Linked DNA regions of Mus musculus: region 2 is linked to region 1. A link is a contact called in public Hi-C data. All regions are on one chromosome and are shown on one strand. Each heading gives the region's core, a stretch centred on a gene start, on an enhancer-like site or on the middle of the called end of the contact. The rest is flanking DNA. Distances are from core to core; before and after follow the strand shown.

Region 1 (5,400 bases), core at 1,571-4,070:
GAATCTATTGCACTTGATACCATAGCACATTAAAAAAAAAATTCAACTGCTGTTTGGTAGAAGTCAACAGAGAAATGGTTTCCCAAACCAGGACTTCTTCTTAGCATGTTTGGGTCCTTCCTGGCTTTGAATTGCAATAGTTTGTAGACTACATTGCTTTGTAGCTAGAGAGCAGAAATAGGTGGGGGCACAATAGGTAAGGGATACACTCACTCTCTTAAATCTAAACACTGCCCAGGTGGCAACTCTGAGGTTACTTCATCTCTCTACACCTCGATGGTTTCATCTAAAATATTATAGAAAAGGACCAACTTGGGGCTGGGAAATAGCTCAGTCTGTTAGGTGCTTGCCTTACAGGAATGAGGAGCTGAGTTTGATTCCCAGATCTCACTGTTTAAAAGCTAGGGACAGTAGTACATGCTTGTATTTCCCCTACTGCAAAAATAGAGACAGACAGACAGACCTCTGGGCCTCACTGGCCAACCTTCCTAATCTAATCTAGGAATTCCATCCTGATGAGAGATCCCCAGAGCTCCACATGCCCTCTGTGAGAAGCATGTTATCACACCTATATACGCTTATACACATACACAATACACACACACACACACACAGCTTTATGTGGGAGTTGCTGTGGAGAGTAGATATTTGTTTGGTAAGAGTATACAAATATCACTCACTAGAATCACTAGACAAGAAAATAGGGGGACGATAAAATATAATGTTGTCTTAGTACAAATTGGAAATTTGTACTAAGAGAAATTGTGTGGAGGAAAACAGAAAAAGAAAGAGAGCCTGTCACAGAGTTATTTAAACTGCACTGGAAATTGCCCCAGTGCATAACAATGAAATAACAATTCCCCTCCAAAGTGTGATTTTTTTTCAAGACCATTAAAAAAGAAAAATAGCAGGAAATTTTTGATTATCGGAATGATAAGATCTGAAAATAAAGACTACAATTAACATCAACACAGAATTGTTACTTCCCTAAAGTATAATCATTGTAAGTTACGTTGTCATCATCATCATAAAGAAGATACCAGGACATCCCATCAGCAAACGGTAAGAAAGAATCGAGCCTCTGCACCCACATCATCCCGATGCATTTGTGTATACATACGTGCACATCCATTCAGGAACGCATACTCACTGTTCTCCTTTCACAGGACATCACTGACTAGTAAGATCTGGGATGCCCTCTAGCATCATCTCCACAGGTATATAAGACTAGCAGCTAAATGCTAAGACAATACAATCAACTGCAGACACAGGTTGCAAATTCCTATCCGATTCACTACTTCTGTCTGCAATGATCCAGAGTACCAGAGGAGACCCAGGGTGGGTTTCTGGTAGTACCAGAGGTAACATCGGGGTTTTCAGAGTCACCAGTCTAAGATGGGGCTGAAGGTGGGTAGAGTATCTATGAGGGAGGCAAAATTCTCTGGAGAGACAATACAGTATGACCCAGGAAGTCTCTTAGCCCTGTGGGTTTCCCATGGACCATGGCTCCATCTGTGGCTGTGTCATTTTTTTCCTTGGAGCCAGCCTACAGGACATCTGTATTCACCATTGCCTCTACCTTAGATGATTTTGAGGTCCTCTCTTTAGCTGATTAAGGGGTCTTCCCTTACTTCTCGGTTGAACCATCCTTGGAGTTGCCTCCTCTCTCCACAAAACATGACTTCATAGCACTATACACCTATCTTGTTCCAGCGCACACAACAGCTTCAAGTGCATACCTCCAGAATCCTTTAATGGAAGAGCCTCACCTACAGGATTGGAAGTTACACACTCTAGCAGGGCAAGGATCCCAGCTTTCTAACAGCCAAGCCACCCCAGAACCTACTTAAATCCTGCTACCGTATTGGGGAGTGGGGGGAGAGTATAATCAAAGAACAGAATTGATGCTGTCAACAGGACTGTAGAGCCCCTTGGATTGGAGAGAACTTTTGGCATGTTGTTGCTATGACCACTACTGCAACAAGAAGCCATGATGGTAACAGTGGGCGGGGTGCCAAGCTACTCCATCTTGCTCAGTTCTCCTAATAACACCGTAGGGGTGGGGAGTGCCAGTACCAGGGAGACTTGGTAGCTGAGAAACTGTGCAGAGAGAGAAAGGGGGGAAGGGAAAGGAAGCATGGAGGGGAGAAAAGAAAAATTTAAGTAACACACCCAAGGCCACCCAGCTAGCATGACAAAGCCAGAATTTTCACTAGCCATTGACTACTAAATTCTAGCCTGGAACCTCGATAATTTATAGCTCTCCACCACGCTCTCTTTTTCCCCCCCTGGAATTAAAGACTGACTCATCTACCGACATTCCATTTGGGTAAATAAAGCCATTGGCACTCTACGGTAAGGGAAGCCAAGAGGTTAATCAGCAGACTGTGTTTGCCATAAAAGGGAAATGTTGATTATCAGCAGGAAAAAAAAAAAGGAATCAATATGGCTTCAAACTGTTGTAAATTAAAAACAGATCACAGCCTCCCTACAAAAATATGACTGCGTTTCAGCATAAAGTCATTTAAAAATAACTACTTCCAGACGCCACGCAGGTTACGCACCGGCTTCACATGATTGGTATGAGTTTTTTTTAAAAAGTTGTTATCAGAAATACAAGGTTGACAAAAAAAAATCATTTTAGACCAAAACCGCAGGAAATTTTCGAAGGTTAAGAAAAAATAATAATAACTTAATCAAAAAAACAAATGTTGAAGGAAAAACAAATGGGGTTCAGGACCAAACTGCAGAGGAAGTTCTCAATTCCAGCACACAGGGGAAATCAAGAGCCCAAGAACGCGTGCAAGAAATGGGGATTGGCTTATTTTGTAAACTAAAGTCAGAAACCAGGTGGATGCCAAAACCAGTATTGTTTCCGTAGACTGGCATGTTGTGGACTCTGCCGGCTCTGTTCACCAAATATGTGCCAACCTTTGAAAGAGACTCAGGTTCTGTGTTCAACACCATCATTGAACTACGTGGAGATTAAGTGTGAATAAACAGTTTGGGAGCCTGACTTAGACGTAGGAAAGAAGAAGAATGAGCTGTGGGCAGAGAGAAGACCCTGTGAGTTCGCTGGCACCTATAAGGGGGGAAATGTGTTCACAAGAAGAGCTGAGAGCCTTCCGTTTCCAACTGTTCTAAGGGCAAGCTCTAAGCGGACTTCAGGCTTCCCTTGTGTGCGGTGCTAATAAATTAACATGGCAAGCCCTCCTCTGTGATTTCCTCATTGCCAGCTTCCAGAAGATCCCCCCCAGAGAAAGATTAATAACATTTTAAGAACAATACTCCTTTCTTGATGGGTTTGTAGCGATTAGATATGTAGACACTGTTATCTTTTGAACTCTATAGCATACCAATGGTGCTCTGCCCTGAGAGTGGGGGATGGCTGTCTGTTGTATAGTGCAGCACCTTTAAGAATTAAATCAGCAAATACTGATGTTTAAGGTAGAAATGTCTGCAAATTGACAGACATGGGTTATTCAAATCTTGAAGAAAAAAAAAATTCAAGCCAGTTACTCACCCTAATCATGAGATGACAGCACACGATACTCAGACGTATGCCTGTCTGGTCTAAAGACCTCCAACTGTCTAACCTAAACCCTGCTGAGCCATCTGTGGTGGTAGACGTCTGTAATCTCTGCACTAGAGAAGTGGATGCAGCAGAATTAAGGAAGTCAAAGTCAAATGCATAGTAAGCTCAAGGTCAAACTGTCCCCCATGAGACCTCACCATCCCTCCTGTACACATTCAGATGTACTTTTGTTTTCAATCTTGCCAGCTCTTAGGATTTGAACCAGGAAGAAGTTTTGAGGGTAGCAGGAATCCCAGGAGTACACACTCCAGGGAGTCTAAGAACCTCCAGAAGGTGGGAACCAAGACTGAGCCAGCGTGAAAAGTCAGAAGATCCAATGGCTGGGAGCAGCCTGCTCGCTTGGCACCTGGGAGGAGGCACTGGCTTTGATAACAGCCTTCTGGGGACAATGATCTGGGTGACAGTTCCAGAGCCTGTATCCCCACAGGTCTTTGTTGTAAGGGCTGTTGGGATACCACAGACGTTTAACCTGTACCCAGTGGAGACCATGCTCGGCCCATACGGCATCCAGGATCTCCCTGGAAATGGAAGCCATCGTGCCCTGGTTTAAAGGTCCCAGACGTTAAGAAGAGAAAGTTAATTGAGTACAAAGCAATAACGTATGCATGGCTCTCTGCTCTCAGCTGTGGACGTGATGTGACCGGTTGCTTCAAGCTCTTGCCACTGTGATTCCCTGATGTGATGGGTTTGAGTGGGAACTGTAAGTCAAAATAAGTCCTTGCTTCTCTGAGCTGGTTTTTCTTTGTTGTTGTTTGTTTGTTTGTTAGTTTGTTTTTGTCTTGGGACACTCTGTCACCATGGCAGAAATTAAACCAGGATGCTTGCTTAATCCCAATCACCACTCATTTCAACCAGAAGATGGAGAAGAAAATACTACCCCCATGAAATACCATCTGGAAATACAGTAGAACAAACAATTCTCAGGTATCAGGCAGTGTGTCTGGGTTTTAGCAAGCATTCAACACACACTTGTATTCAAGTGGCCAATGGTGCATTGAACAACAAAAGCAATAATAACCACTACAACTACAACTGAGTGTCCCTCACTAATTGTCCCCTGTCATTCCATACAGATTTGCTCTCTGCAGTCTAGAAGTCTATATGGATCTACCTGAAATACCAGAGCAACTTGTCTCAACACCCCGCCAGGGACCTCTCTTTAAAATAAGCAAAAACATTTCTAGGGCAGAGAAGTACATGGGGTGAGACTAGTTAGTATGACCCGATGCTCACAACCATATCTCCCAAATGGTTAAGATTAAAGACTGGAATCTCAGGCCCTGCATACATGACATTCTATCCCCTGAACCAGGGAGCATCTTGGATGCCACCAGGTCTAAAGCAGTGGTTCTCCTTCTTCAGGCTGAGACTCTTTAATATAGATCCTTGTGTGTTGTGGTGGCCCCCAACCATAAAATTATTTTCACTGCTCCTTCATAACTGTACTTTTGCTACTGGTATGGAATGTGATGTAGATATCTGATATGCAGGATATCTGATATGTGACCCCTGTACAAAGCTCATTAACCCCCCTCCAATAGTCTAGACACAGAGGTCAGGAAGTACTGCTTTAAGTCTTAGTCACCATGGTGTTCTGCCCTTGTTTTCCTAGTGGAAATTACACCTCTGGGATAGTGAGATTTGTGCATGCATTTGGCTGGGTAGGGCTGTCCACAGGGCTGGCAAAGCATTGCTGCTGGGTGATTGACAGAGTGTTTCTGGAGGGATTAGCATGTGGGGCAGTAGACAGAGTAAAGAAGACCCATCCTGAGCTCTGTGAGTAGGTACCATGTGATCCACAGTGG
Region 2 (5,400 bases), core at 1,383-3,882, 250 kb after region 1:
TTTCTATGGGTAGTCATATACCAAGTTGATCTAAAATGTTATTAAATAAAGAGTAGATAGTTATTGTTATACATTTCCCAACCCAGGGATGTTTAAGTTATAATTAGAACCATATGAGGTGGATGTTTTGCTCATTCAAAAGAGATTTTCAGTCTTATGATTCAGAAACCCCATTCCTAGATTTTTACCCAACAGAAATGCATCAATCTACTCATTAATAAAGGGCATTAAAGAAAAACAATTATATCATATTCATAATTTTCCAAAGTGGACATTATTCCAAATACCAGCAAAAGCTGAGAGGATAAATACAAGTATATAGTCATATTGTTGAATGGTTTACAGCAACAAAAGTCAACAACTGTACCCAACGGGATGACAACACATCTCACAAGTGTGATGACACAGAGTGGAGAGGCCAGGCACATTAAGGAGCACGCCCTGAGTAATTCTATTTATACAACATCCAAAGTCAAGCATAGTGAATCAGTGACTCAAGACACAAAGGCTGTCTTGAGGGGTACAAGGGTGAGGAGAGGGAGCTTCTGGAGGGTGGGATATAGGACTAGGAAAGTTAATGACTTTAAAGGCTTAAGAAGTACGAAGACTCAGAGGATGCACAAATCCCATTTCTCCAAAGCTACGTAAGCAGTAGTCACTGCTAAGGAGATGGTCTCTGGTAGGGCTGCATGCAAATTGGGCAGGAAGCTCCAAAGTTGTAACTTTGGTTATTTGTCATCCATGGGGCTTTTGAGTAATGCAATCTGACCGCCTTTGAGTCACTCATGCCCCTATGAGTAACCCCAAGACACACACTGGCTCACTAAGCTGGATTTGAGTAGATGGATTTCTTTGGGCTGTCTTCAGCATCCTCTCTGGAGTGAACAGATGTTTGCTACGTCTCTAAAGAAACATCGCGCAACACAACGTTCTTCATCTGAGTGGTGGTTACATGCGTATAATTCAATTTATGGAAATCTGAGTTATGCAAGTGATTGCTGTGTGTGTTTATATTCTAATAAAACATTAAAATGGAAGGGAGGGGCACATCAATCCTACAAACATCCCACTGCTCAGAGTTACATCCTGGCTAACTTGTATATCTACACTGCTTAGTCTGATTCTTTTGCCTCCCATGTTTGTTCAAACTATGGCCCCGTCTTCGAGTAACTCACCCACTATCTGTGTTAAAATCATTATCATTCATAGTAATACCACGCCTGAGGAAGATTTCCACTTTGCAACCTGAAATAATTCTTTATCACTTTACATTTCTCTAATGACATTATGGCCATGGGTCCCTTATATACAGCCTTGGGAGGGGTGATAGAATCAATGATAACATTGGTTTCCCATATAGCAGCATCTGGATCTTAACTAGGTAATGATTTAAGCCCCTCTCAATCGCTCCCATCAAGAAGCTCACGGTCTAGGGAAAGGGTCCCTAGTCATTTGTTGAACTCACCACTACAACCATTCCTTGTCACTCTTAGCATTAGATGGCTTTTGCTGCTTTGGAGTAATGACACATCACTTGAGCAAAATGACACATCACTGGAGCAAAAAGAACTTGAAGTAAGTAGATATGCTGAAGCTCTAAGTGATTTAATTCATAACTTCACAGGAAGAAATAAAGCTTTCAATAATGAGCCTTATTCTTTCTCCCCACTGGCTGGCATTCCACTGGGTTTGTAATATACTTAAAACTCTCTTGTGGGTGTAATTAGCTACATGGGCATAAATGTGAGTTTTTAAATAAGAAAAATGGAAACAGCGGATGTATCTGAACCATGGCGATGGAAGCAGCTTGGAGTTATGACTCAGTGGATATAATCTGTTATAAAAACATGAGGACCTGAGTTCTTACCCAGATCCTATAGTTGGTTCCATGCTATTACAACCCAAGATATAGGGAGACAGAGACAGGAGGATCCCTGGGACTTACTGTCCAGCCAGTCTAACTTAATCAGCAAGCTCCAAGTTCAGTGAAAGACCATGCCTCGAGAGTTAAGTTGCAGAGCAATTGAGGAAGATAGAGGTTATCTATCTCTGGCCTCCATGTGCATATTCACACATATGCATGCATCACACACACATCCACATATAGGAAAATGGTCAAGCCCAATTTCAAGTCCCTTGGCTCAGGTTCAGCATAGAAAGGCATCCAACAATCCATAAGCAAGATGTAATAAAACAAAACAAAACAAAACAACAACAACAACAAACAAGTAGCATTAACAGAAAAACATCCACTACAGTCCACCATGTTTTCCCCCCCTGTAAGGGCAATGGCATTTCTGGATTGTTCCTAATGTATCTTCAACCTACAGTTCCCTGCCCCGTTCCCTTCTTCCTCCCCTTTCTTCAATTACCTGTACACAATTTAGGGTATCTTCACTGTGAAACTTCTCCCCTACCCCACCCCACCCCCAAAATAATCCATTAGGACAGAATGAGCAGTATTAGAGGGCTAAGACTCCTCAAGTCAAAATATCTCTGCCATTCGTGATTTTCAACTTTCTTTCTCGGTGGGCAGAAGCCCAGCCATTAGAGGATATTTTCCAGTGTTACAGTCAAACTGTGCATTTTTAGATTTGTGGGCAGGCTGAGTGATCTCCAGCCAGAGGCTCAGCCCTCAGCCTGCATTCCTGTGTCATTCCGCTACCACAGCCTCACTGCTGGCCTCCCCCGAGTCATCGCTCTGGAGAAAATGAAGCACATTTTCGGAATTTAATTTAGGAATAACCCAGGCAACCTAAGGCCAACGAACCAGGCAGTTGGTGAACTCAACAGCGAGAAGAGCTGATGCTGGCAAGAGGAAGGTGGGCAATGTGAGGGGTACTGTGTAGAATAATCTTAATCTAATCTTAGAATGTCCTGGAAGGTGGCACTTACATGTTTGAATAGCCTAAAGTGGCCATATATTTCTCCACTTACCACAGCACTAGAATTTAATAGTTATACCAGGACTAAGCTATCTGTCCTTCTAGGTATCAACTTGAAATCATCTTCTCATCTGAGCTTGGTCCTGTCTCACATCAGTACCATCATCCTTCCTATGACTTGTAGTCATTACCATCTCAGGCTTGGGTGGTCAGACAGATGGATGATGATGGCGCACTGGTTACTTTTCTGTTGCTGTGATAAACTATCTCAACAAAAAGCAGCTTAGGGGAGAAATGGGTTCTTTTCGCTCATGGTTCCAGAGAGGACACTGTCTATCAAGGCATGGGGATCCGACCATGAAGCAAGCAGGCAGGCAGGAAGCAGAAAGAAAACATAGGAAACCAGGGAGGTTATCAAACCTCAAAGCCTGCCCCAGTGAAAGACTTCCTTCAGCATGGCTCCTGACCCTACAGAGTTTATAACCTCCTCAGACAGCATTACCAAGTAGGGTCCAATTGCTCAAATATATGAGCCTATGGGAGACATATCTTGTTAAAACTACCCAAGATCATGTCTATCTCTCCATGGAAATATCATTTCCCTGAGGGCAAGGGTGAGGTCTGCCTTGCTCCTGGCTGTACCCAGCATTGGGGATAGTATTTGATAAACAGGTGATGTTCTAGTTAAAACCATCTAGCTGACTACACTGAATCCAAGACCCTAGAACTGTAGTAAGGTTCATTTGCGGAGGGTGAATAGCAGGAATTAATCAAACCCCTCCCCTTTGCTCTCTTCCTTCACCTTGGTTTGGTACACTACTGCCATTCCTTATGTCTCTGGTCTTTGCTTCTTGTTTTAATCAGATGTTGTGGTTTAGATCTGAAATAGATTGCAACAGCTGCTGTGTTGAAGGCTTGATTCCCCCACTGCAGCACTACAGCAGAGACAGATATGGGGAGGCGCCAACTTTGTGTGGTGATTGAATCCTGAAGTCTCTGAACTCAACAGAATAAGCTAGTGATGATTTTTATAGCTTGGGCAGCTACTGGGAGGTGGTAGAAACTGAATAAAACAGGGCCTAGAGGTGGAGGAAATCAACCAGAGAGACATGCTCTCCCATGGTATACTTCATCCCAGACTTTCTCCTTCTTCTTCTCCTTCTTGGCCACCATGAGGCGAGTGGTTTCCTCCTGCATGCCTTTCCACCATGGTGTACTGCCTTATCATAGGCCCATAAATGATGGGACCGTATGACCATGTATCAAAACCATGAGGCAAAGTAAGTGTTGCTTCCTTCTAAGTTACTCATCTTTAGGGTTTAGTCCAAACAACAGGAAGCTAACATCGTGAATCTCTTCGTTTCTAGCTAGCAGGTAATTTATGATACTTTCGGATCATCCCTATAAGGAAATCACTATGAAAACTTGTACATTGATGAGTAAAATATTTATTATGCATCTTGTGATACTAAGACATCTATCTCCAGGTCCTTCCTATATAATCTATCAATGCTGTTAAAATAGTATTTCATGCAGGAAGCCTTTTGTAATCTACTATTTGATAGTGCCACCATATACTCCCATGAGTTTTTGGAAATGTAAAACTATTTAATTTTACTATCTGTCTGCTTACTTCTTTTTGAGACAAAGTCTTGGGTAACCCAGCCTTGGCCTTGATCTTGATCTTACTCTGTGACTAAAATTGCCCTTGACCTTGATCATACTAGCTTTCACCCAAGTCCTGGAATACACATGCAGTTCATACAGTGCTGGAAACTGTGTCCAGAGCATGCATGCTAGACGAGGACTCTACCAACTGACCCACAGTCCCAGCCTGTAAGTATTTAATATGGTATAAAATGTCTACTATATTATTTCTATTTGTCTGGAAAGATCTACTTGCCATAACCTAGATTATATTGGCCTTGCTATGTTTGTCTGTGTGGTGACTGATAGTTTTTTAATAACATTTCTAGAACCCAGTCAAGTTTGTTCTTTGAAACATCCAGTCTCTGTTTACAAACCATCCAGTCCCACAGATAGTGTAAAATAATTGTGTGACTCCCCCCCACCCCGGCCCCCGCCAAACACACAACCTTAGATCTTCTAACCTTAGTCTCTTCATCTAGAAAAGAGGAGCAATTCTATATGGAAAACAAACCAAACCAACAAAGACAGTGTATATAAAGAACTTAGCCTAGTACCTGGAACATCATATCTATCCAATAAATATAAATTTCATCCCATTATTATCATGATTGCTATTTTCTCCCAAGGAATCTGTTGAATTGCTAGACAGCTATAGTTACTACAGCATCCTTCTAAAATCTGAATCACACTGTACCTCCTTACAGCTTCTGTTCACTTTGCTGCTGGACGAGAACCTAAGGGACTTCAAAGAAGGCTCAGTCAACATTCTTGAAAACCTGATTCTTGGCCCCAGGCCTGAAAGAGCAAAGGAACAGGGAGTTCAACTGGGGACAGAGAGCTGGCTTTCATTAATGCCATGGGTTTC

The links. Hi-C and Micro-C count contacts between places; a contact is called where the count stands out from the background.
Region 2: a Hi-C map of embryonic fibroblasts shows a contact between it and region 1, with 2.0 times the contacts expected there. The contact joins two enhancer-like sites. A contact is called at or near these places in 3 of 484 Hi-C or Micro-C datasets (adipose-derived mesenchymal stem cells, embryonic fibroblasts and tail fibroblasts).

What each region holds. Positions count from the first base shown.
Region 1 is chr8:113,802,016-113,807,415 of GRCm38.p6, forward strand. The region is part of intron 3 of Adamts18 (a disintegrin-like and metallopeptidase (reprolysin type) with thrombospondin type 1 motif, 18); the gene reads right to left. Among named protein-coding and RNA genes, the nearest start is that of Adamts18, 44 kb to the right of the region's middle. Within about 2 kb of position 2,821, at least 12 of the 459 cell types and tissues checked have an H3K27ac peak or open chromatin away from gene starts, as enhancers often do. A contact at or near this core is called in adipose-derived mesenchymal stem cells and embryonic fibroblasts, where this site is marked.
Region 2 is chr8:114,049,954-114,055,353 of GRCm38.p6, forward strand. All of the region lies in intron 1 of Gm30107 (a long non-coding RNA gene), which reads right to left. Among named protein-coding and RNA genes, the nearest start is that of Gm30107, 28 kb to the right of the region's middle. Within about 2 kb of position 2,633, at least 16 of the 459 cell types and tissues checked have an H3K27ac peak or open chromatin away from gene starts, as enhancers often do. A contact at or near this core is called in adipose-derived mesenchymal stem cells and embryonic fibroblasts, where this site is marked.